2 separate regions of the Sus scrofa genome follow, and region 2 is linked to region 1. A link is a contact called in public HiChIP or PLAC-seq data. All regions are on one chromosome and are shown on one strand. The core of a region is the stretch at or near the end of the contact, and the rest is flanking DNA. Distances in the headings are between cores, read along the strand shown.

Region 1 (7,090 bases), core at 3,222-5,721:
TCTCTGTTTATCTGTTTTTTAAACTCTGATTGATAGAATGCATAATGTGACTTAGATGGAATATCAATTTTCACATAATGCTAGCAAAAATGGGATTAATTACTATACTTTTCAAAGATAGTATTATACTTTTTCATGGTGCAATGCTATATTTTTACGTTCTTCTGATTTTTATCATACAAATTCATTGTTTTGGTTTCACCCATTCTACTCCCATAACTAGGTGCATTTCTTTATGCTAATAGAACAAAAGATGTTCACATAATTCTCTGCGAGTAGGCACAGAGAGCTTTGCTTTTCGAATTTTGGCAGAAAACAAATCATCTGCTATGAAAATGTGGTATTTATCATCTCTGGTGGAAATAAAACAATACCAAAGATTTAGATTAAATCATAAGAGAAGAGGCTTAGATTTCCTAGATTTTATTCTAGGAAAAGAAATATTTTATTCTAGAAGAGAAATACGGAGTATTTCTTTCAATAGTGCTGGCTTTGGGAGTTCCCACTGTGGTGCAGCAGAAATGACTCTGACTAGGAAGCATGAGGTTGTGGGTTGGATCCCTGGCCTCAGTGGATCACCCACTCAGTGGGTTAAGGATCTGGTGTTGCTGTGGTGTAGGTCACAGACACGGCTCGGATTTGGCGTTGCTGTGGCTGTGGTGTAGGCCTGCAGCTGTAGCTCTGTTTCGACCCCTAGCCTGGGAACCTCCATATGACAAGGGTGCTGGCTTTGATTAGGGTCCCGTTGGAAAGTTATTTAATTGGAAGGGTGGTAAAAAGTTTTTAAACATAGTTATGGACCTTTTCAAACATTCAGAAAGGTATGTAGAATGGTATAATGAACTTTTGTACCCATCACCCACCGTTCAACTGTTATCATTAGTCTATATCTTGTTTCATTATTTCATCCACTGTACCTCTTCTCCCCTTTTAAAATATTTATGTTTAAAAATGCATTAAACTTCCTTTGAGAATCAGCAATACTTTTGTCAGTATCTAAAATATAAGTATCTTTATTACAGACTTTTGTACTCATTAAAATTTTGTTTCAGAATTCCTGGAATTTCCATCATGGTGCAGCAGAAATGAATCCTACTAGTAACCATGAGGTTGAGGTTTCAATCCTTGGCCTCACTCAGTGGGTTAAGGATCCAGTGTTGCCATGAGCTGTGGTGTAGGTCGCAGATGTAACTTGGATCCTGCGTTGCTGTGGCGGTGTGTGGTGTGGGCTGGGAGCTGTAGTTCTGATTTGACCCCTAGCCTGGAAACCTCCATATGCTGTGGGTGTGGCCCTAAAAAGCAAAAAAAAAAAAAAGTTTGTTTCAGAATTCTGTTGGCCCTCCTTATCCATGGATTCAGAGGGCTGACTGTACTATTCGTTTCATAAGAAGTTGAGCGTCCTTGCAATTTGGAATGCCCTGGGGGTCCTGGAACCAATTCCTGCAGATGCAGAGGGACGAAGTAGGTGTAATAGTTTCCTATTGTTACAGTAACAAATGACCACAAACTTAGTGGCTCACAAAAACATAAATTTATTGTCTTACACTCTTGAAGTTCAGACATCTAAAATGGGTCTCACTGGGCTAAAAGTCAATGCTATAGAGTCCTGAGATGCTAGGGAGACTGTTTTCCTTTTTTTTTTTTTTTTTTTTTTTTTTAATATTTTAGAGGCTCCCTGTATTCTTGGTCTCCTGGCTCATTTCCATCTTCAAAATCAGCAGTTGTCAGTAGAGTCTTCCTCACATTAAATCACTCTGACCCTCTCTCTTTGGGCTCCCTTTTCCTCTGACGGGGACCATTGCAATTACATTGGTCTCACCTGGATAACCTCCCCATCTGAAGGTCAGCTGATTAGCAACCTTAATTTCCTAGCTATGTAACCTGATACATTCACCAGTTAGAGGTATTTAGGACATGAACATCTTTAGGAGCCATTATTTTGCCACCCACACTGGACATATTTTACACTGATTCATAAATGCGCTTTTACATCTTTCACGTTAAATATGTAATATAGGTTTGATGGTCATAGACAAAAAAAAAGCATTTTTCCAAATATAATAAAAATAAATATTTATTTATAATAAATAATTATAATAAATATAAGTAAAAGAGGCATTTTTCCCAATCCAGTGGCTTAGGTTTATCTTTATTCTGTGCACTGGTAATTTTTTTCTTTTTTCTTTTTCTTTTCTTTTTTTTTTTTTGGCTGCCCTGTAGTATATGAAGTTCTTAGGCCAGGGCTCAGAATCGAGCCTCAGTTTGCAAGCTACACTGAATCTGTGGCAACACCAGATCCTTAACACACTCTCTTGGGCTGGGGATCCAACCTGTGTCCCAGTGCTGCAGAGACGCTGCTGATCCAGGTGGGACGCAGCAGGCACTCTGCACTGGTAATTTAATTCACTGAAACTGAATAAACACAGTAACAATTATCATCTCACAGTCTGGAGACTAAAGTTAAAAAACAGCAACAAAACAAGCATTTGGTGGGCAACAGATCAGTTCCAGATAGAACAATTTACAGACAGATTGGGTCTTTTAACTTGGAATCTTAGCATTATGATTTATAAATGTACTTATCCCGGAGTATTCCTATAGCTCTGTTGCCTAGGAGACCTCAACCATCTGAAATGTTAGGTACTTTCTCTCTGGATTCTCAATTTTTCTTCTACAGACTGCCCCAGGCCTCCATGCCATATGCCCAAACACTCATTTTCCTTCCATTTTGTTCCCTAACACGATGCTCAGTGGGGAGGCCTTGTAGATTTGTCTAACAGTGGAGAGAGAGGGTGTGATTTCACTGTTGCCACTAGCAGTAAAGTTGCAGACAGAAAGACTACAGATGTGGAGCAGATGTGGATAATGATCATTTACAAAATTCTGCATAGAGCTTTAATAAAAAAGTGACTGTGATAAATGTTTATATGTTTGGCACTCATATTATTTAAGCAAAATTATCAACTTATTGCATTTAACAATCTTACCGTCTATATTTCACTAAGAGTAATATATTACTACATTTTTTTCTTCTGGGAGAATGAGAGTTTTACCCTCCTTCCAATTTTGAGATAAATTGGTTTATCTTTTTCCCTCTCTGTTCTAGGTAGAGTTTGTTTTTTGTTTTTTTCCCCAAGAGGAAGGGGAACACCTTCCTGGAAAGGGACATATCCCATGGAAGCAGCATGAGCATTTGAATTCGATAAAATATGGAATTCCGGTTGTGGCACAGTGGAAACAAATCTTACTAGTATCCATGATGATGCAGGTTCAATCCCTGACCTTGCTCAGTGGATTAAGGATCCAGATCTCCCATGATCTGTGGTGTAGGTCGAAGATGTGGCTCAGATCTGGCGTTGCTGTGGCTGTGGTGTAGGCCAGTGGCTGCAGCTTCAGTTTCACATAATGCCTAGCCTGGGCACCTCCATATGTCCTGGGTGCAGCCCTAAAAAGACCAAAAAACAAAAAACAAAATTAGATTAAATCCCAGTTCAGCCACTTGAACAGTTAATATCTCTGAGCCTTCATTTCTCACATGCAAAATGGAATTAACAATATCATTCATGAGACTGCAGTGAGGAAAGGTTGGGATAATGCAGAGTGTTGTGCTACAAAGCTCTGTTCTCTTCCTCTTCCTGTAGAAGTAGAGGCCATATCACTAGAAAAACACTTTTTTGACCAAATAAACATGTTTTCAAATAAAATTAGTTTTCTGTTCATGAGTATCATATGAAAATGCCTGGATAAGACTTTTACAAAAATTGTAGGATATTGTTACAAAAGGTCTGATTTAAAATATTTTGGGAGTTCCTGTTGTGGCTCAGCAGAAACGAATCTGACTAGTATCTATAAGGATGCAGTTTCAATCCCTGGCCCTGCTCAGAGAGTTGGGGATCCAGTGTTGCCATGAGCTGTGGTGTAGTTCACAGACATGGCTCAGATCCCACATTGCTGTGGCTGTGGTTTAGGCTGGCAGCTACAGCTCCAATTTGACCCCTAACCTGGGAACTTCCATATGCCACAGGTTATGTGTGTATCATAAAAATCACTTTAAAGAGCCATGGATAGCCTCAAATAAACAGGTGGTCATCACCTAGGAGCTGAAAGTAGATCTATGAGTGTCTTAAAAATATTGTTTAGGAGAGCCTTGTCATATTTAGTAATAAGACAGAGATGATGAATAATGAACATTGGTTTCAAATAGGTCCATTAAAGGGAATGTCACAGGGTAGGTGTTCTGCAGACTGGGTGTGATTTGTGGCCAAACAGGTCTTTTGTGGATTTCTCTGGATAGAAGTACAGCATGAACCTGCCTTTTTTTTTTTTTTTTTTTTTTTTTTTAATAAATGATGGTTTAGGAGTGACTTATGAGTGATTGAATCAATTTCTCTGCCACCCATAAGCCGTAACATCTGTGGTTATGGACCACTGGGAGCTTCCTTTGCATGTCTTCTGGGATAGAGGAGATATAGAAAGAGAAACTAACCAAAAAAATCTGATGACTAAGCCAGAAGACAGAGCAGGAAACCTTTTCTGATAGGGTAAAGATAGTAACTTGGTAACAATTACACACGCCGTTAAATAGTTATTTCCAAGGCTAGGAAAATACAGGCATTCTATGTTGTGGAGAGGGTTTGAGGGTTTAGGGTTATTTGTGTTTGTGGTAAAGAACTCAGATGGGAAGTCTTTGTTTACTGCCTGAAGATTTAATAAATCAGTTTGCTTCCTGTCTTCTATCTCATCCACAGACAATATCTTCTTAAGTGGGATATTAAATTGCATGCATGAAGTCAAGCAAATGTGGAGAGGAAAATTGCCTTATTGAAACAGATCTCAGGATGTCCTTAACTCTCAGGAACATTAGGAAATTTTCAGAGTGCCTCACCAACCAAAGAGAAATGTTTAGGGCAAGATTTCATGCTATGTAAACCTCTGAGGCTGAAATAAATATTTGATACATATGGCAAGTCTAATAGAAGACCACTGCCCAATTCAAATCTGCATTGAGTGATAAAACAAGAAAGGAGCTTGAATGAAGGCCATAAATAAAGACATCCTCATTTTTTTTAAGACATCCTCATGCACAATCAAGATTTAGAAACAGAGTTTAGTTCTGAATTTGTCTTGGCTTTTGATAAAATATGAAACAAGGAAGAATGGGAGGCCTCCGTTTTAGAAAAGCAGGCTGATTACAATTTGGTGGATAAGACAATTTCACAAGCAAAGATTTTGAAAGAGTGCATGAGGAGAAATTGCAATGGTCCAAGAGGAAGTGATTAAAGCATTTCCCAAGAATTTCAGAAAACCAGGGTCAACATATAGTCACAGTCAGACAGCTTTCAGGAGGAGGTGGGAAGCAGACATAAGGATAAAGTGGTGGGAAGAGAAAGAAGTCCAAATCCAAGGTCACATCTGTTGTATAGACAAACCTTCCCTCTCCGTTGAGAGAGGGCTCCAGATGGGGGACCTGAAGAGGGAGCATTTGCATGAAAACGTTTTTATTTCTGAGGCCTAAAGCTGGATTTTGGATGTAACTCAAGTCTGAGAGAATTCAGATAGAAAATATAAAAAGTGGCAAAGACTAGCTCACCTCTTGTTTTAATCCTGCTTTGAAAATAAAATCTCATATTTGTCATAATTTTAAATGTATCAAAACATTTCATGATTATTATATCCTTAATCCCTGTGTGTCAGTGATACTCTCTAATAGGTTGTGAATGTCACAGAAAGTAGATGAGAGAAAAGGAATGAATATTCTTAGATGTTACGGAGCAGGTGCATCAGAGCTGAGCCTGATGTGTGGGGTCAAAAGGGAAGATGGGTTGAGGCAACTCTTTCTGGAGAAAATAGTGCCCATTTGCTACCTACTCATCAACTATCTGCTGATTCATGTGTATTATCTCTTTAATCCTAGAAGGAGGAAGTATAACTGCTGTTTATGATTGAGGAACCTAAGGCTCGGAGATATTAAGTAAATTGCCATCTAGCCAGTAGTGACAAAGCTAGAATTTATGTTTATTTCTGTCCAATCCCAAACCTACATTTTCCAACTACGTACCCTACCCACATTGCATTTGCATTGTTTTTGAAGTGATGTGTGTTATTGAATGTTTACATCATCCAAATCAAGTGTAAGACAAAAATATATTTCAGCTTTATTTTAGCTCATCTACCATTTCACATTACTTGTATTACTGCTCCTTTCTACTTTCAAAAGCAATAGAGATTAAGTACAAATCACAGCTCAATATATTTTGCTATCTTGAATCAGTTCAGCAGTTCTGTTAGTGTATTGGTACAGTGCCCTTTGATAGAGTTTTAAGGAGGTGGGCAGTATTGGGGAAAATCCAGTTGGCAGGAATATGTCCCCCTCCCCCATTCCTTCCTCCCTCTCAAAGATCCTTTGCTCACGTCTTATAGTAAATGATGAAGCACTCCCTTTCTGTTAGTTCTTGGATGTAATATTAAACTGGAAGAATTCCATGAGAGCAAACTTTGAAAAATCAGAAACACTGAATATTTAGAAAATCAAACAATAAAGCCTGCAGCAGCTGTGATGGACCCATTCATTGGCTATGATTCAGCCACATGTATTTGCAGCTGGGGTAGATTTTTTTTGACCTTTGAATAGAGACTGCTTTCTGCCTTCCTGACTTGGATCACCTCGGTGTCAGGATCCAGGTCATTTAAACGCAGTGGTTGTCTCTCAACCTTTTCATAAGTCAGTTCCTCAAATCATGGATGAATGGCACAAAGTGTTGGTTTTAGACAATTACTCACTTTACCCAAAAACCCTGAGGACCAACAGAAGAGGGAAAATCGTCATTACATACTTTTAACACTTTTGATTAATTTTCCACCAGAGTGCTTAAAAAACATTTTGATATGTCGTGAGAAATGAGGACAAAACGAGGTGAAAGGCTTTCTGGTAGTCTTTATACTCTGCTGAAATATGCACAACCAGCACTAGATAAAGAGGGTAAGAAGTTTGTCCTCTTCACCTTCATCCATCTTTTCCTCGGTCCCTTGCATCCACCTGTATTGCTTTCTTGCGGTTCAGAGCCCACCTTTTGTTTCAGCCTTCAGAGCT
Region 2 (7,090 bases), core at 2,563-5,062, 140 kb after region 1:
CTGGCGCTATCAGACACATTTCATCATTTAAATCATGATTTAAGTGACCTGTCACTCAAACTGCTTGTTCTTTCCACCAAACTGCATGAGAAACCATGGAAGAAGATGGTGACTTCCATGGAACATACCAAGAGGTTCCTCTGAAATAAACCTTGAGAAACTTGAGAAGGGGGGCAGAGAGAGGAAATAAAACTACATAGCTAACACTGGACATTGTTTTAAGTAAAGAGCTAGGTCAAATTTTGCACAAGCATATTCCACTGCTGCCAAAATTCGATTTATTGTGTTTTCGACATGCGTAGAGCCCAACCTAAGACACACACATTGCTGCTTCTGTCACTGCTGTGAAACCCATAGATTTTTTTTTCTCTGTTGTCTATCTTTCTGTCTCTCTTTTTCATTGTTTGTGCTGTTCTTTTTTCTCTCTGTATTATGTGATGTCAGCTCAGAGACTTTCTGTATTAAAATGGTAATTCCTATATAACAACAATCTAATAAAGTATGGGTGACAATAACATGTTTTCTTAGTCTTTAGAAAATGTGCTGGAACTTGCAAGGAGAAAAATTCATCTTCTTTTTTAAATTAGCATAATAAAATATATTAAATTGAATATGTATGGTGGGTAATAGCTTAGGGAAAAATGAATTGCATATTGTAGTATCTAGTCTGTTTGCAGACATATTAATGAAGACCCTATAACCTGTTTTTGTGATAAGCCTGCATGCTAAGGAAATAGGGCCCATATCACTGAGAAAAATTCTGGGCCTGCTAAACAGCTTATATTTTATAAATTTACATTGGAAAGGCAAACGTTTAAATTGGCCCATCTAAAACCTAAGACTGTGGTTTCGTGGATTCTTGATAATTGAAAACAGGGCTTCAGTGCACTAAATCCACCTCTTCTGGGCTCTTTGCCATACCACACTCCAATCTGAAAACACTTGTTTTAAAAGAAACCTCTTATACAAAGGCAGAAGAAAGAGGGAAACAGTGAGGAAGAAAAATTTTTATCAGCATATTAAAGCAAACATACTTGTCACTTGCTAAATACACTTTGCTTAGGTTGCCTCTCTGCTAATATCACAACTCTTCAAATAATGCTTAAGGTTCCTAAACCACCCATCTTGCTTTTGCAAACTGTATAGGAAGAAAGCCACCTGAGCCTGAAGGACTGGGCCACTGACTGTCCATCCCCACCAGTGACTACAAGTTTATAAACCCAGGAAGCCTGGCTGGGGGCACTTCCTGCTGCAGTCAGAACACAAGAAAGCATTGATTTTAATTCCGATGGCTGGCATGCACCATCACCATTATAAGGATTGTTAAATATGGAGAAAAATAGTACATATTTTCTAGGCAGAAATATTTTTAAAAAAATACTTAGGAAGAATTTACAATTTTGGTTGGAAATACTGGCAAAACAAAACTGCATGAAATATATAAATATTATGTATGCTGTTTTGGAGGTAGAAATAGAAATAGATTGCCAAATAAATTAAATCCCACTTCCTTGTTGGTTATTTATTGGTAATGATTTCATTTTAATGAAAAATATAGAAAATTTAATGTTTTGCAAAGTTTGAGTCTTTTTAATAAAAGAAAAAAAAAACAATAGCACAATTGGTGGGTCCAGTTGGAATTCTTTCTTATCTTTCCCCAAACCCTTTGGCCTCTCTTCCTCCTCGGATATAATTATATCTTCATCATTTGATATTCTAATTTTTTCACTAAGTACATACATAGCCATAAAATAATACTATTTTGGTGTTTTAAACTTGACATCATTCTGAAACTATCCTTCTGCAACTAGATTTTTATTGTTCCATTGTATGTTTGAAGAATATAGCCACCTTGGTAATATAACTCAAGTTCATTCATTTTAATTACAGGTTAGCATTCCATTGAATGAGTGTACCATAGTTTATCAATTTGCTCTCCTGTTGATGGGAGACTTTGATTTTAAACAATGCCACAATGAACATTCTTGTACATAATCTCTTTGTGTACATTGAGAGGGTTTCTCTCCTAGTACCTGGAATTGCTGGCTTCCAGGAAAGACACAGGTTTAGCTTTATTAGATCTAGATATTGTCAAATGCTCTCCAAAACAGTTATTTGGTTTTTTCCGTGTTTGCCTTCTTACTGTCTATTCTCCACACAGAAAGTCACATTGTGTCACCCTCTGCTCAAGACCCTGCATTGTCTCTCCATTACACGCCAAATGGTCAACAAAGCCCTAACCGATCTCATCCTGGCCTCTGTCCTTATTACCTCTAAGGCCTCTTTTTCTCACTTGCAGCTCCTCAAACACACCAGGTCCCTCCCCACTTAGGGTCTTTGTTCTAGCTGTTTGCTTTGCCAAACCAGCTCTTCTCCCTGACTCTGCAAAATTCTTCACTTTCTTTTAAGTCTTTGTTAAAACTTTACCCTAACAATGAAGCCTACTGTTATTATCTTGTCACACACTCCATCCCTGTTTTCTTGCTTGTTATTTTTCTTTCATAGTACCCACACCCTTAGACTGCAATGTATAATTTCTCAGACTAAATTATCTAATGTCTCATCTTCCCCCTAGGCTGACAGCCCCATGAGGGCAGGAATCTTTGTTGTATTCACTGACATACCGAAGCACCAACAACAGAGTCTGATGCCTGGTAGACATTTAATTAAATCTAGGAAAGGTGAATTGTGTATGTTTGTGATTCTCATTATACTTTACAGGATGTTAGCTGAGAAGGACTTGTGATATTTTTCTTGGTAATATATGGAGGCTTTGGTTTGAGAAATAACTAAAATTCAGTCCTTATTCAGAATATGAGCTCCTTATGGACAGGGACCAAGTATGTCTTTTTACCATTGTGTTCTTAATGTCAATATAATTGCCTGGCATACAGCATTTACTGAATGAATGAAGAGAGATCTGTTGAGAAGTTTACCCCACAATTTGAAAGCTGATAATATTGAAAGTTAGATTTGTCAACAGATCTAACAAACCTGACTTGTTGTAGATTTGCTCATCCAAAAAAACAAGCAGCTGACACTTCCTACTTCTAAATTTATTCATTGGGCCATGAATTGCCCTTTTTGGAAATCCTTTCCTTTTAAAAGTTCCTCTGTAGGGAATTCCCATTGTGGTTTAGTGGTAATGAATCCAACTACTATCCATGAGGACGAGGGTTCAATCCATGGCCCTCTCGGTGGATTAAGGAACCGGCCTTGCCATGAGCTGTGATGTAGGTCGAAGAGGCAGCTCAGATGCTGCATTGCTGTAGCTGCGGTGTAGGTGGGCAGCTATAGCCCCAATTTGACCTCTAGCCTGGGAACTTCTATATGCCATGGGTGAGGCCCTAAAAAGACCAAAAAAAAAAAAAAAAGTTTTTCTGTAAAATCTGATTGGGGAAGAGAAAGGATGGAAATTTGCTCAGTCGAACACTTGTTAGTAGAATATTTCTCATATTTGACTAATGATAAGAATCTTTCAGGGAATGTCTGTCAAAAATACAGATTCTTAGACCTAATCTCTAAATCAGAATCTCCAGGACAGAATCCTGAGAACCACCCCGACAAATTTTTTTATCATCAGATGTGAAAGGGAAACAAACCTTAGTAAACAGGATCCATTGTTAGGTCAAAGAACAACATGGTGCCTGAAATGTCTACAGGAGACAATGCCTACAAATAACTGTGTTCAAAATAATAGTCAAACCGCTGGTAGATGCAAGATAACCTCCTGCATTCTAGTCGAGTCTGTCCTTCTGCTGTGCCTACCTAACATGGTCATCGGGGCCTCAGGGAGCTTGGGAGTGACTCATAGCCCTGTGTTGATGAGTTAGTCATAGGGAGCACAACTGGAAGTGAGGAGGCTGCCTGCTGGTCCCAGCTGTTTCCAACAACCCATCTCCATTCTGCTTACATCAGCTGTGTCGCAGGTCGATGAAGAAGATAGAATGGAAAATAAAGGTCTGGAAGGAAGCAACCTAAGCGTCCATCAACAGAGAAATGGATAAGGAAGATGTGGTATATTTTATACAATGGAATATCACTCAGTCATACAAAAGAACAAAATAATGCCATTTGCAACAATATGGATGGACTTAGAGGTTATCATACTAAGTGACGTAAAGTAACTCAGACAGAGAAAGACGTATCATTTATCACTTATGTATAGAATCTTAAAAAGAGAGAGATACAATGAACCTATTTACCAAACAGAAATAGGCTCAGATATAGGAAACAAACTTATTGTTACCAAAGGGGGATGAGGGCATGAGGGATAAAGTAGGAGGATGGGATTAACACATACACACTCCTGTTGTAAAATAAATAACAACAAGGACCTAATGCATAGCACAGAGAACTGTACTCAATATTTTATAATAATGCATAATGGAAAAAATATGAAAAAGAATATGTATATTAATATATGTGTGTGTATGTAGGTGTGTGTGTGTATTTATATAACATACCTAAATCACTTTCTGTACACTTGATATTAATATGACATTGTAAATCAACTGAACTTCAATAAAAGAAAAGAAAGATCTAGGTTACTCAATAAAAGGGAAAAGTAACATTGCAAAACACAAGGAGAAAAGATGGGGTCATTTAGGCTTGTGAAGAACTATGGTCCAGGACTATTTTATCATTCTCCCAACATAGAAGCCTTTCTTTATACGGAGGTCACTTGGTATACATTTAACATATTCTACCAGATAGTGACATAGATATCAAGGTTCTAAACAGCTTAAACTATAATCCCCGCTTGAGAAGAAGAGGAGTTTACTACCTCTATTGTGTGTTTATATTTATTCTGTTGAAGTTGCTGGTAAAATTGGTTTTGAATGTAATTTTTCTACTTCAGCTTTTAAACATTTGTATTCTGAATCCTCTTCCCAGAATCTTTCCAGTAAAAGACATTTTATTAAAACCTACAGAAAGGGAAGTTGGTGGAAAAAGACCTATAATTTAATCAAATGAAAACCCTCTCCACTTTTAAATTTGGCATATGTTTTAGGTGCTCGTGTTTCCGGTCCATTTTAGTTATTTCATCTTTTTTCCCCTATTTTGGCAACCAAGTTGAATTTGGCTGATGGGATGAGAGGGGAAAAGGTACACTGGAGACCCTATGGGATTTCACAACTCTTTGCTGAAATCAGCACATGTTTATTAAGAGGTGGGCATGAAGCTTCCCATCTGCTAGTTTTCTCCAAGTGCTGACGGGAACATTCCAATTTCTAGCTTTAATATATATTTTAAAATTTCTTTTCTCCACCTACTCTAACCAGAGAGAGGCTGTCTCAGTGTCCAAAGACAGCAAAAGATAATGCTTTCATTTTTAAATACAGCATTGCAAGTAATAGAACCAGCCAAAACTTCAGGCTTACAGATATCTTTGCCAGCTTGCAAAATAGGTATTAGACTTACCTAATGATACCTACTCTTAGAATTGACCCTGATTTTTTCGGTTGTTGCCCCTCATATCCCTGTTTCAGGAGAAACCCAGACCTTGCTACAGACAGATACCCCCTGAGTCCTCCTCTAAAGGCAGTGGAAAAAGGAGAACTTTGGATCTGTTGCCAGCTTCCTTGAACATAGAAAATGCTCAGTTTTACTTGCTGGGAGTAATAGGGAGAGTCGGTGAGTGATTTCACTTTGCTCCATTTCAGGTCATATTAATTAACCTAATTTATGTCTTCTACTCCAGCTCTGCTCCCCTCCTTTCTCCATCCATTTCCATCTTAGCCTTGCTGATGCCAGCCTGCCTGGCAAGTCTCAGGGAGTCTCCCCAAACCTCTTAGTGGAAGTTGAGCCTATAATTCTCCTTCTCAGAGAATGGGTTCTAATTGTTTAATAATTTTTCCTGCAATTACTTCTTTACTATCTGTTGTAGACAGAGCTCTAAGATGTCCCTAAAATTTCCACCTCCAGGTGTATAAGCCCGTATAATTGCCTCCCTTTGAATGTGGGCAGGACCTGTGAATACAGTGACATATCATACCTGTAATTATGCACCAGTATATGGCAAAGATGAGGGAATTTTGCAGGTGCAATTAAGGTGCCTAATCAGTTGACTTTACGTTAATCAAAGGAATAGTATCTTGGGTGAGCTAGCCCTTTAGAAGAGGGTATAAGTAGTCCCTGGAGTCAGAGACACTAGCTTACTGGCCTTGAAAAACCAAGCCGACATGAGTTTCACAGCTGCAAGGAACTGAGTTCTGCCAAAAACCAGGAAGCTTGGAGGAGAACTTGGAGCCTCCAATGAGACAGGAATCCTTGCCAATGCCTTGATTGTGGCCTCATGAGACTGAGTGGAGGATCCAGCTGAGCCCTGCCTAGACTTCTGAACTGTGAGATAATAAATGGGTGTTGGTTTGGCTGCTAAGGTTGTGGTTATTTGTTATGTAGTAACAGAGAACTAATACAATATCTCAGAGGCAGTGACTCTGAGACCATGTGCCCAATGCCTACCACAGCATCTGGGCCTGAAAAGCTTGCTAAGTATTTACCAAAAGACAGACAGACCTGAATTGATGGCAGGTTCCATAGATGGTGAGCTGCCAAGTGTACATCAAACTTTCAAGAGAAATTTCATGAGGATAAAATATAAATCAGCCAGCTTTAACAAGCCTGGCTGATCACCTTCTAAGTCACTCTTCTACCTGATGAAAGAGATCAAGAGGAAAAGAGATGAAAAGCCTTTAATAAATCTCCCTCACATTTGTTTCTGTTTTTAGGTAAGTCTGCTGAATTTTAAACTGTTCTCCAAAACCTCCCTGCATTGACCAAACCTTTTGAAAAGCAACTTACCCCATCCCCACCACGCCATCCCCTCCAAGAGACCACCTGTTCTGTCACATTGGACTCAGCTGCAAGTCTGGACCATGGATCCTGGGCAATTACCCAAGCAAAATCCATCCAAGCTCCAGGACAGGCTCGTGACTCAAGGAGAAGCAGTGTTTCTCCTTGAATCAGCCTGAGCTCAGCCACATCTGAAGGAAGGCACAGCCACGAGCTCAACCACGGCCCGGCTGTGTGTGGACACAGGGATTCTGCACCGTCTCAGATGAGACTACATGTCTGCTGATTCACT

The links. HiChIP or PLAC-seq counts read pairs in DNA pulled down with a chosen protein or histone mark.
Region 2: an H3K27ac HiChIP or PLAC-seq map of alveolar macrophages shows a contact between it and region 1. The contact joins two enhancer-like sites. A contact is called at or near these places in 2 of 47 Hi-C or Micro-C datasets (embryonic fibroblasts and liver) and 1 of 2 datasets of contacts at active chromatin or transcription factors (alveolar macrophages).

The regions. Positions count from the first base shown.
Region 1 is chr15:117,796,605-117,803,694 of Sscrofa11.1, forward strand. No RefSeq gene overlaps it. Among named protein-coding and RNA genes, the nearest start is that of FN1, 63 kb to the left of the region's middle. Within about 2 kb of position 4,472, at least 3 of the 83 cell types and tissues checked have an H3K27ac peak or open chromatin away from gene starts, as enhancers often do. A contact at or near this core is called in alveolar macrophages, where this site is marked.
Region 2 is chr15:117,935,864-117,942,953 of Sscrofa11.1, forward strand. No RefSeq gene overlaps it. Among named protein-coding and RNA genes, the nearest start is that of FN1, 200 kb to the left of the region's middle. Within about 2 kb of position 3,813, at least 5 of the 83 cell types and tissues checked have an H3K27ac peak or open chromatin away from gene starts, as enhancers often do. A contact at or near this core is called in alveolar macrophages, where this site is marked.